Regions from separate parts of the Anas platyrhynchos genome. Here region 1 is linked to region 2. Evidence: chromatin contacts called from public Hi-C data. All regions are on one chromosome and are shown on one strand. Each heading gives the region's core, a stretch centred on a gene start, on an enhancer-like site or on the middle of the called end of the contact. The rest is flanking DNA. Distances are from core to core; before and after follow the strand shown. Region 1 has its middle 41 kb from the start of DPT. Region 2 has its middle 35 kb from the start of DPT.

The links. Hi-C and Micro-C count contacts between places; a contact is called where the count stands out from the background.
Region 1: a contact with region 2 is called in a Hi-C map of skeletal muscle, with 1.6 times the contacts expected there. The contact joins two enhancer-like sites. A contact is called at or near these places in 3 of 8 Hi-C or Micro-C datasets (skeletal muscle and small yellow follicle).

What each region holds. Positions count from the first base shown.
Region 1 is chr1:88,445,747-88,451,088 of IASCAAS_PekinDuck_T2T, forward strand. No RefSeq gene overlaps it. Among named protein-coding and RNA genes, the nearest start is that of DPT, 41 kb to the left of the region's middle. Within about 2 kb of position 2,650, at least 1 of the 8 cell types and tissues checked has an H3K27ac peak or open chromatin away from gene starts, as enhancers often do.
Region 2 is chr1:88,369,702-88,375,193 of IASCAAS_PekinDuck_T2T, forward strand. No RefSeq gene overlaps it. Among named protein-coding and RNA genes, the nearest start is that of DPT, 35 kb to the right of the region's middle. Within about 2 kb of position 3,225, at least 2 of the 8 cell types and tissues checked have an H3K27ac peak or open chromatin away from gene starts, as enhancers often do.

The sequences.
Region 1 (5,342 bases), core at 1,400-3,899, 75 kb after region 2:
TAAAGGTGATCCCCCTGTGGATCTCCTGAACAGATCCTAAGGACTTATGTCTCTCTCTCCCTCCTCAAAGGCAACTAACAGTCCGTGCTTGTGGCCTCCAGGAGTACTGCCTGCTTGCGACTAGCTGGGAAACACCCTTCCTACATGTCTGCTTGCTTCTGATACTCTCCTTCTCCTGCCTCTCGCCTAGAAAATGAAGATGATCTCATCTGACAAACTGACTCCCCAGGAACTCAGTAGGCTTTAGACTGCTGTCTGTGTGGGGACATAATATGAAGCTGTGTTAATTTAAAGGTGTTGCTATGATTTGGGTGCATACATATACTGAGGGTAAGATGACTTCTTGCTTGACTTAGGGAGGCAGCGTGAGGACACAATCACAGCCACACACAGAGCAACACCTCCTGCTCGCTACGACTCAGCATTAGAGCACAGTTGCTCCTTCTGCTCTTTACCTTCCCCTAGTGTAAAAATATCACCCAGACAAACAAGACATGAGATACTCACTGTACAGGGAAAGCCCAAGCAACATGAAGCTCCACTAAGGGATGCTGATTTAATGGACACATCAATGATAAATACTACATGCACAAGGGGAAACAGCCCAGCAGAGCGGTGAAGTGCTGTGCACATATAAGACAACACGGCTGCCAGCTAGGAAATGAGACAAATATATCTAATATAAGAGTTATTTGCCTTCTGAGATCAACTTAACCTAAGGTATTATTTCTCTATTCTCTCCATTTAACCTGATCAAAATGCTAATATTATATTTATTATGCATAATACAATGTGTACATCACTGCCTCTATCTGTGTGCTTGTCAGGGAAAGCCCAAGTAAAAAGTCAAGCAAATTATGAAACTTGGCTGAAAAATACTCATCAGACATCAAGTAAAGCTTCTCCGTATTCCCCTTAGGAAAGTGCAACTAACTACTAGTCTTATTGATGGTAAGTATAGCAGAACTCTAGTAAACCCAGAGCAATGTCTTTTATAAAGACTGGGTTGGGTTTTCTAGGTATAACAGTATGATGCACTTAAGTACAGAGGAAGCTGCATAAGATATAAAAGTCATGTTAGCATCTGTGGTGTGTCCCAGGTGAGTAAAATGATGGTCTTGAACAGTTAATAGGAGCTGATTCTTGGCTCTCTTTTTTCGACCATAGGAAATTGATGTAGGAGCTCTTTAACATGAGTTCACTGGGGGAGAAAAGCTGTTGATTATCAGCTACTCTGCATGGTTATACAGGAGTAAGTGTAGCCATGGGCACCCTTCCACTGTCTGCAGTCACTGCTTAAGAAGTTTGTGGAGGAGACAACGAAGACAAGCAGCTCCTCCTTCAGGAAGCACCAAATGACCCCAGGCTCCTCTATAATGCATCACTCACAGATGAGAAACCGAGACACCGTAACATGATCAGGGACCAAATAACGGTTTGCACACAGACCACAGCTCCTGGCGCCAAGCCACGTGCTGTGGCATCAACCGTCCCCTCTCCTCGGAGCACAAGTATCTCCTGCACGCAGCTGAGGCCATGCAGGAGCAAACAAACAAATGAGAGAGGGGAGGTGGGGGGCATATTTTAGCCTTCATTTGAAACTCGCCGGAAAGCGCCCTCACTGCAGCACTTCCTGCCGAAGCTCTGATCAGGCTCCAAGCCTTGATCCCTGGCTTCAGCTTTGCATGTCTTCTTCATCAGAATTAGCCTGACAATGCAGGGAAAAATGGCAAAGGGATTTGTTTACACTGTACGCGGACTCCCTGCTCACCTGTTACACGATGAGGTGGTTACATAAATGGCCCAAGGTGTCACATTGCTCACCCGGGCACTGACCCTTGCAATAATCCAGGCAATGTGACCCTGAGGAACTGGTGGTTCTATGTGCGAGAGGATTTGGTGAGCGGGGCCTGACACTGGGAGTGTTCTTTCCATTTTTATGTGTGTGTTCATCACTAGATCGTCATCTGTGGACAGAAAAAATCAGGGAGCACTGATGCAGAGGGTTTCCGTGATCCACTCCCACCTGTCTGAACACTGATGGGATCTCAGTAACGTTTCCCTCACCTTTCCTTTTCCTGAGGACCAGCATAAAGGACAATTGTATCACAAGTTCACCAGCTTGCTTCCTTGAATAAAAACAAGTAGATCATGACCTTGCTCAAGGTTTTTCTCTCTTCCACTACACTGATTATCTGATTAAAAGCCCAAAGAAACCTGTGAAAACTTCAACACAGACTTCAAAGAGATCTATAATCAGCCCTTTATTCATCTACCCCTTTAAACACTCCTGGCATTTTCTGCAGCACATTGTATTCAATAAATCTGGTGCCATTCCCCTACAGACCTCAAAGCATTCCCAGTCATTAACAAGCCACGATAACAGAGGCAAATATTATTCTGTGGCTCATTCTACAGCTCCTGAAAGCGAGAGGAAAGGATTTATCCAGTCTCACACTGAGTTAGTGCCACCGCTGTGACAGGGATCTTGCTCTCCCTGCCCTACAGAACAGCCTCCTAGGACACATTTCCTCCTTGTATACTGGGATCATTTTTTAAAGACTGCAAAGGCACCACGCAGCGAACACCATCTCCGTTTCTCCTAGCACAGCCCTGAAGATGTTTCTCATATGTTGCCCTCTAACTCGGTATCACAGCATGTTGTCCACTTCTCAGAAAGAACAAGGCACCTGGGAAAGCCTGATGGTAACTCCAGCAAGCAAACAGCTGATCCCCCAAGTAGCACCCGCCCCTCAGATCTAGGTCTTTCAAGCATAATGGTGCATCGGTTCACACACAAAAAGGAGACATACAGGAGCTGTGTGCAGAGCGTAGAGCTGCACTTGTTGCTGCATTCAAGCAAACAGCAGGAACAGTGCTTGTTTGGATAAACATTCCCCGGACAGATGCCCTGTTATCCTGTGCACCGGGGGCTGGCAGCTCTTCCAGGTGAGACCTCACCTGTGGGTAGCTGCACGGACCGCAGCCAGACAGCAGGGATGCTGCTGGTCTTTCATGCCACAGGCTGAAGCCCACTAAAACTCCCCTCTTCTTCTGATGCAGAGCGAGTTCACTCACAACAGGAGGTTCACACCTTCCTCTTCAGCATTCGGACAGCCCCTGTAGCTAACCAGCACAGAAGTCTTCTCACGTCCTCAAACACAGCAGTGTCTTAGTTCTCATTAAAAGATTATCCAATATTTCATGAAAGATAACAACCTTTTGGCCAACCAAATGAGAACTTTTTTCTTCCTTTTTTTATTGGATAAGCATTAAGAAATTATTACAAATGTAAATTAAAATGAAAGCTAATGTAACCTCTTTCATTATATATCCCAAATCTTTGTTGCTATGCATCAATTTGCTATGTGCTACAGTTTCTCTTGAGAGATGAGATCTGATTGATTTAGTAGATTATATCCCAGAAAGGAGTAGCAAAAAGGGAAGGGCAGGTTTTGGATTTAAGGGATCTCTTAGAGGAGCTGTGACATGGTATCTTGCAGCTGTTTCAGTAGATGGTCTCTCTAGCACTTCCAAAGACAAATGATACATGAGGCAGTCTAATTGATGCTAACTCTATTTTAGTTTACAGAAAGCCTGGGATTTTGGAGAAGGCAGTGCATGGGCGACCTGAAGGTTGGCTACAACTCCTGAATTTAAATTTATATTACAAGCCCACGTGGCACCCAGTTGCAAAGCCCTGCAAAGGAAGAGTTTTCATTCTTCAGAACCTAAGAGACCCCATGGGTTTAAACTATACCAGAGCTGCTACCTTTTTACATTTGTTCACACGCTAGCACTACAAGCTCTCCATCACAGAAACTTACCTTTTAATGCTCATCTTTCATCTATTTACTGATGCCTAAAATAATCTATGACTAATTCCTCATGCTTCTGCAAGGGGAGACCACAGTCTGTTTAGGAACACCTAGCATATCAGCTCATGTACTGCATGTGGTGCCATTGGATTCACTTGCAAGTATGATTTATTTCCAAAATGTAACATATAATATCGACGATGTTTGTTTCTCGAAAGATTGCAAGAATAACACTTCAAAGTGCACAGAACATAATATGTAAACTCAATGTAATGTGATATAAGTTCAACTGCCTTACCTCATTACATATTTTCAGCCCATGATGCTTTGAGAAAGAATAAATCCCCTCTCTGTAATGTCCACAGGCCTTAATAAAACAAATAAGCAAAGTTATATTAATTTAAGAGAAACCTACCATATAAATGAAAACCATTTCCCTGATTTCATCAGAATTGCATGGAAAAACCTTGCTCACAGCTGAACCTGACCTCACAGACCAACAGGCTGGTCAACAACGACATTACTGCTATTTGATTCAGTTATCAGACAGCCAGAGCAGATCATGCAGCTAACAACAGAAAGGATATTTGTCTTCTTATCATGTATCCTCTTCTTAATCTAACCACCCACAGAGCAGTTTACCTACTTACTTCAAATCAAAGTAACTTTAGTAAACAAAGCTGACACCTTACAAGGTAGCAGTTTCAGATGACTTTCCTAAATGAAGCAATATATGGAAGAGTTAAACTGCAGGTTTAGGTTTTAAAGATAGGGGAGCTTTACCAGTGCCAGTGTCAAGGCAGCCTTTTCAACAACATGTGTTGGCATGCAGGTGCACGCACTCCACACAACGCCACTAGAAATATTCTTCTTCAGAATAAAATGAACACAGAATGGAAAAAAAAAAATCCTTAGAATACAGAAATGATGAGCTACTTTTGCTGTTACTTTCTTTTCTGAACTTTGCAAGATTTTGACTTCAGCTCAAGAACTAGTCAACAAAGCAGACACTTGTACAGACTTTTCATCTGCAGGTATCTCCCAGATAGCAGTAGTTTAGTAGTAACCTGGTACTGAGAGCCTCTCCTCTTCCCTTCTTGGGTGACCAAGAAAGCTATCTGGCTTCGTTAGATGTTGATAATGAAGACAAGAGAACACAGAGCTGTCTGGTAGTTTCTTATTTCTTCTTTTTACACATTTCACTCCCACATTCCATATTTTGACACTCCCACATTTTGGGAACCAAACCTGCAATCTAGTTTGTGAAAACACCTTCATGTAAGGCTTGCTGAAGAGGGTGGGCTTCAGCCTAATCATACTAGGAAAACCACTGCCAGAGGAGTTGTGTTATAGCCACACAGCCTCTCAAAACCATACACATTTTAAAAATACCTGACGAACAGGGTCTCTCCCAGGGGAAACTTGGAGAAAAGCAATTAATTTTGCCTCAGGTACCATTACAGGCCAAGGCAGTCATTAAAAATAGCTAATGGTTTAGTTAGACATTAAACCTTGTCACTTGCC
Region 2 (5,492 bases), core at 1,975-4,474:
GAAGGACTAACTGTGCTAAATGACCCACAAACATACCGTGGAAGACAGTTGGACACAAAAGGTTGAGTACTGACACAGGTTACACATGGGCAAACAGGAAATAGAAAGCATTGCCTTCCCCAGTTCAGAGACAGGAACTGAAACAGTAGTGGTGATGTGTGAAGGTCACTCAAGAATTGAGCAACAGAAATGAGAACAGAGATTTTTCTTTTTCTGAGTCACAGCTCAGTGCCTCAGTCACAAGACCATCCTTCATCCTTCACTCTTACCCCAAGGGAAAAAGATGTCATTCCTATTTGCTTACCTAGCAGCAGTCCTATCATCAGGCTGTCCATCTTCCTAAGCGTGCAGGGTACCAGCAAGCACAGTCTGAAGCAAAAGAGGCCCATGAGAGCTTGCCTCCCTGCTGGAGACACATGACACAGCTGATGTGCTTTAGAAAGGCTTCTTGATTCCTGCGGCACCCTCAGATTTCGTGCCTCATGATGTCGATGGAGACAAGGAGAATTCTCAGCCCGATCCCCCTCAGATTAGGTTTCTGAACATTTCCTTTATGGCATGTGGAGAGAATCCGAAAGAGAGCTCAACAGCACAGATATTTTCCTGGCAAGGGGACGGACCTTTGAAGCTCTCAAGTGGTCCCAGAATAAACTTCATGACTTGGGAATGAACACTATGTGCTGACAACGTCATCAGTTCACGGCTTTAAAGGCAACCTTCAGGGCAGCCTTTCTTGTGCCCACTGCTGCGCTGTGACCCCGCCAGATTTTCTGGAAAGAATGCAAAGGGCTGGGTGGTGGGATGCCTCCGGGGGTGCGCACAGTGGTGGGGAGGTCAGCTGGGGTGTTAAGGGGGGGCACTCACCCTGGAGAGGCAGTTGTGGGTTGCAGCCTCCTGGTGGGGTAATCCTGCTGTTTTTAGTGTCTCAAGATGAATTCCTCTCAGGAACCTAGAATGTGGCCATGGGAGTAATGGGGGAGTAGGGAAATGACTGGAGAACAAGAGGGGAGAGGAACTGCAACAAGCACAGTGACTCGGTTTAAACTGGCATGGCATAGGCAGATTATGGAAGGCCTTACAGACATCTACAATAACCTCATAATGGTAACATAGTCATTCATATTAAGTGATTCTTCATGGAAGACAGCCAAGGATTGAAACAAGAAGAGGTCACTGGTAAGATAGGTGGTTTGGGATGTATGCTGGGTAAAGAGCAGTATGGAGGAAAAAAAAAAAGTTATTCTGATGAAAGCAGATGTGTGGAAAAAATCCTGGCTCTCCTGAAATCCAAGACAGAGCAGAACTTCAGCTCATTTCAAGAGTCTGGGTTTGGCCTTGGAGATCTGCTGTGCTTGTAAGCCTGCAAAAACTGGCTCTGCTCACAGTCTGAGCATGGTGGATGTGGTGTTTTATCTAAACTAATGCCTAAGAGCAAGGTGCATTACCTCAGTGATTGATGAGCTCAAGTTAGCATTTTGCTACCCATCTGCTGTTTCACTGCTGGCTAAAATTCAGTAAGGTATTCTGCAGGAGGCAATTTCTATGTTAAGTACAAAATGATACATGCTATCTTAAAAAATGTGGCAATGGAGACATTTTATGAGAGTTCATCCACTCTTTTTGGTTTTTATTTCACCTTAAACCTAAATATTGCAGCATGTTCATGACATTCTGCCATGTGCTTCAGTGCTACCTAGAATGTTTTTTTCCTAGGAATTCCTTTGATAGTTACTACAAACTTCCAGCTACATTATGCATCCCCTATCCAAAACTTATGAAACTCGAGGGAAGGTTTTGGCTTCAGACAGAAAAGCTGAACAAGCAAGGTTTCCCCTGCTCCTCCCCATGGCCCTGTGAAATGTTTTTGAAATACCTTGAAACAAAGCTTTTTGCTGTCTGAGAACAGTCGCCAGCCTGTCCCAGACCAAATTTCATATTTCACACTTCTACTATAATGGAAATTTGGCTTTATACCCTACCAGGTCCCAGGCAGGGACTGTGCAGAAGAAGCAAGAGCAAGAACCACTGTCTGTTTGCAGGGATGTTCCTGAGCTCAGGACATTTTCTGCTAGCGAGAGCAGCAATGGGGCACAACTGTATGTCGTCAGCAGAGAGCCCCCCTCATCTCCTGGCCTTGTCACATGGATCTCCAATTTCAGGAGCATTTTTTCTTCCTACAAAGGGAAGAGGAGTAAAGGCATGTTTACTGTCTTACTTGTATCTGCCCCCAGTTTCAGGAACAAATCTGAAATTGCCATCAAAGCTGTACGTTAAAAGGTGGTGACAGATGAGCTGGGTAGGTTTTGTAATTGGCAAGAGAGAAAATCCTGGGGTCTCCCCACCTAGATTAGCTTTTATACCCTGGAAGACTCTCCCACCTGGTGGAAAGCATTGTAGAAGAGCATGACAGACGAGCCAAGTGTAACTACAGACAAATACAGATGGGGTCAGTACTGGATCCAGTCTTCTTCAACTTATTCTGTGACCTGGACGAAGGGATGGAGTGCAGCCTTGGCACGTTTGCTGAAGACACAAAACTGAGGGGAGTGGCTGATACACCTGAAAGCTGTGCTGCCATGCAGAGAGACCTGGGCAGGCTGGAGAGATGGGCCATGAGGAACCTTATGAATGCCAACAAAGGCAAACATAAAGTCCTTCACCTAGGGAGGAATAACCCAAGCACCAGTACAGGCTGTTTGCTGCCCTGCTGGAAAGCAGCTCTGCAGAGAAGGACATGGGTGTCCTGGTGGACAAGTTGACCATGAGCCAACAAATTGCCCTTGTGGCCAAGAAGGCCAATGGTATCCTTGGGTGCATTTGGAAGAGTGTTAGGAGGTGATCCTGCCCCTCTACTCAGCCCTGGCGAGGTCACACCTGGCATATTTTGTCCCCTTCTGGGCTGCCCAGTATAAGAGAGACCTGGAACTACTGAAGCGAGGGTGACAGAGCACTGGAACAGGCTGCCCAGAGAGATTGTAGAGTCTCCTCCTCTGGAGATTTTCAGAACCCACTTGTACACGATCCCATGCAATGTGCTTTTGGTGAGCCTTCTTGAGCAGAGGGTTGGACTAGATGACCTCCAGAGGTCTCTTCCAATCTCAAACAGTCTGTGATTTTGCAATGCTGTGACGTGGCTGCCTGCCAACATGCCCTAGAGCAGACACAACCTCTGGTGGGGTTTAGTTCCCTGCTTGTTCCCTTCCTCTTTCTTATTCTGTGTCCCCACACTGTAAGATGATGCACTGCCGCATCACCACGTACTCATGAAAGCCTGTGATGACAGTCCCAGAGCCAAGGAACTCCCACAGTTATTTTAACCACAGTTCAGAGAAGGGGTGGCAGGAAACCAAGAGCTGGAAATCACCACTGGAAAAGGGGGTGTGACAGCTAGGGAGCCTGATCACAGAGGGCAAGCAGGACTACGTATGCAGGGGGGAGAGGATCACATCATGGGTTCAGTGACTTTGACCACTGGGCCATGAGGTTAGAGTCTCTTGCTATTAGCAGGATGTGATGCCTCAGAAGAAAGGGGATGAGCCCACATCATTCATTCAGGTTATTGTGAACTAGAGCTAAGGAAAGGGGGGAAGAATCCTGAAAGAAAACAGAAAGTTTTGCACGAAGCTTTGCAAAGCAGAAGCTCATGTACAAAGTGGGCTTCCCTTCAACTGTCTTGACAAGAAAACTGAGAACACTCTAGGGGTTGACTGAGGTGTGGTGGTGGAGACAGGGAGATCTGAGCCCCCAAGTTTTCACTGTAGTGTGTGAGCTCTTTAGTTGGGAGAGAGGATGGAGAGAAAAGGGAGAGAGTGGGACAGATCCTTGTCAGAGAGTCTGTGGTACAAAACAGGCAGCAAACCGATCAAGAGTTGTACTGAGACAAAAGGTAGCTATGTTTCTTAGCAATCCCGTTGTTATGAAAGAAAAGCCACAGCTTTCCTTTATAATTAAGTAAGAATTAGGATAATTTTTTGTGCATTTTTTCGTGTTTATATAAATAAAATATCATTTACTTTCTTCTGTTGTTGGCAAGCAGGAATGTGCATCTGAGTTTTATTTCAGTGTGCATTTTTACAGCATTTTCTAGATAACCTTTAGTGTCTTACCAATCACCTCTGGTCTTTGGACAAAAGTTCATAAGCACTGACGTGAAACACCCGGCTTTATGTCTGCTGCTTCTCTTGCTATTTAGGAACAGACAGAGGAGAGCACATACAAATCTCTGGCCATCATAGCAGTCTCTAAAGGAATATAAACCTCTGGCATAGTTAGAGCAAACCCTGAACTCCTTTTAATAACATTTTCTTTGGATCCATTTTAATCTCTCTGCAGGATAAAGGTTAGCTGGGTAGAACGTTAGCTTAAGTCACCTTGCCCTGCACGCTTTTCTCTGAGACAAATATTAACTTGATTCATCTGAAAATCGGGCCCATTATGATTAATAATTTCTCAGACACTTGTGGCACTGACCACATTTATACATAACCAAGTCATTTTCCTCGCAACTGCTGCAATTGCATCAAAATTCACATCCATACAAATGGGGCGGTAACAGGAAGATTGTGAAAGGCAGGATTCTCTGCAACTGGCCGTATATTCAGATATTATGCTCACCGTATCACAGTTGCTTGTGAGACTGCCTGATTGCAAAGACGCATGGATGATGAGAAAGATCTCCAATCTTACCACAACTTAAACACATAAGAGTCAAAATACTTCAGAGAAAATCTCCCTGCTCAAGACACCAGCCTCGCACAGGCCTGCGCACCTGAATGGCTGCAGTAGCATAAACAGACCCTTTCACCACAGCACATAAATTTTGTTTCTGAAGACATAATGATTACAGTAGAGTTTAGAAGACTCCAGACTGAAGCACATTTAGAGATGGGCTGCAGATCAGGCTGCCTGTTGAAACACAGGCACATGTGAGTTTCCTTGCATTATAGGTCCCCCCAGAATAGTCACTCCAGATCATTTCAGCAGCCTTGCATAGCAACTGCAGTATCTGCTGCCTTTGCTTTGTTCTCTGCCAGCTCTATTTCTCTTCCGTGCATTGTATTGATGGGAGTACGTGTGGTTGACTGGCTCACATGACAGCATGACAGGTTTCTGTCCTGCTCTGGGGCACCTGTTCCCCTGAGATGCTCCCCAGGGGATCACTGCTGATGCTCACCAGCTGTGCCTGGTATGGGGGGGTCACAGGGGAGAGAGAGGCTGCACTGTTGCAGAGAAGGCACAGGGCAAAAGTTGCCTGCTGAGGGGCACAAGCTGGGAGCTGACTGCCCGAGTTTTTCTTCCCTTGATGAGCAAGATCTGGCAAGTCTGCTGTGTTAGCATCTAGAAACCAAGAAATCTGTCTGGGGTCTCCCAGAGCCCTGCATCCCGCTGGTAGCTGTGTATTGCCCTGGCCACGGCCACAATACTGATAGTTTTTACATTCCTTCTTACCACTGCTGGGCTGTTGCTGCGGTGATCTACAACTGTGAGAGCAA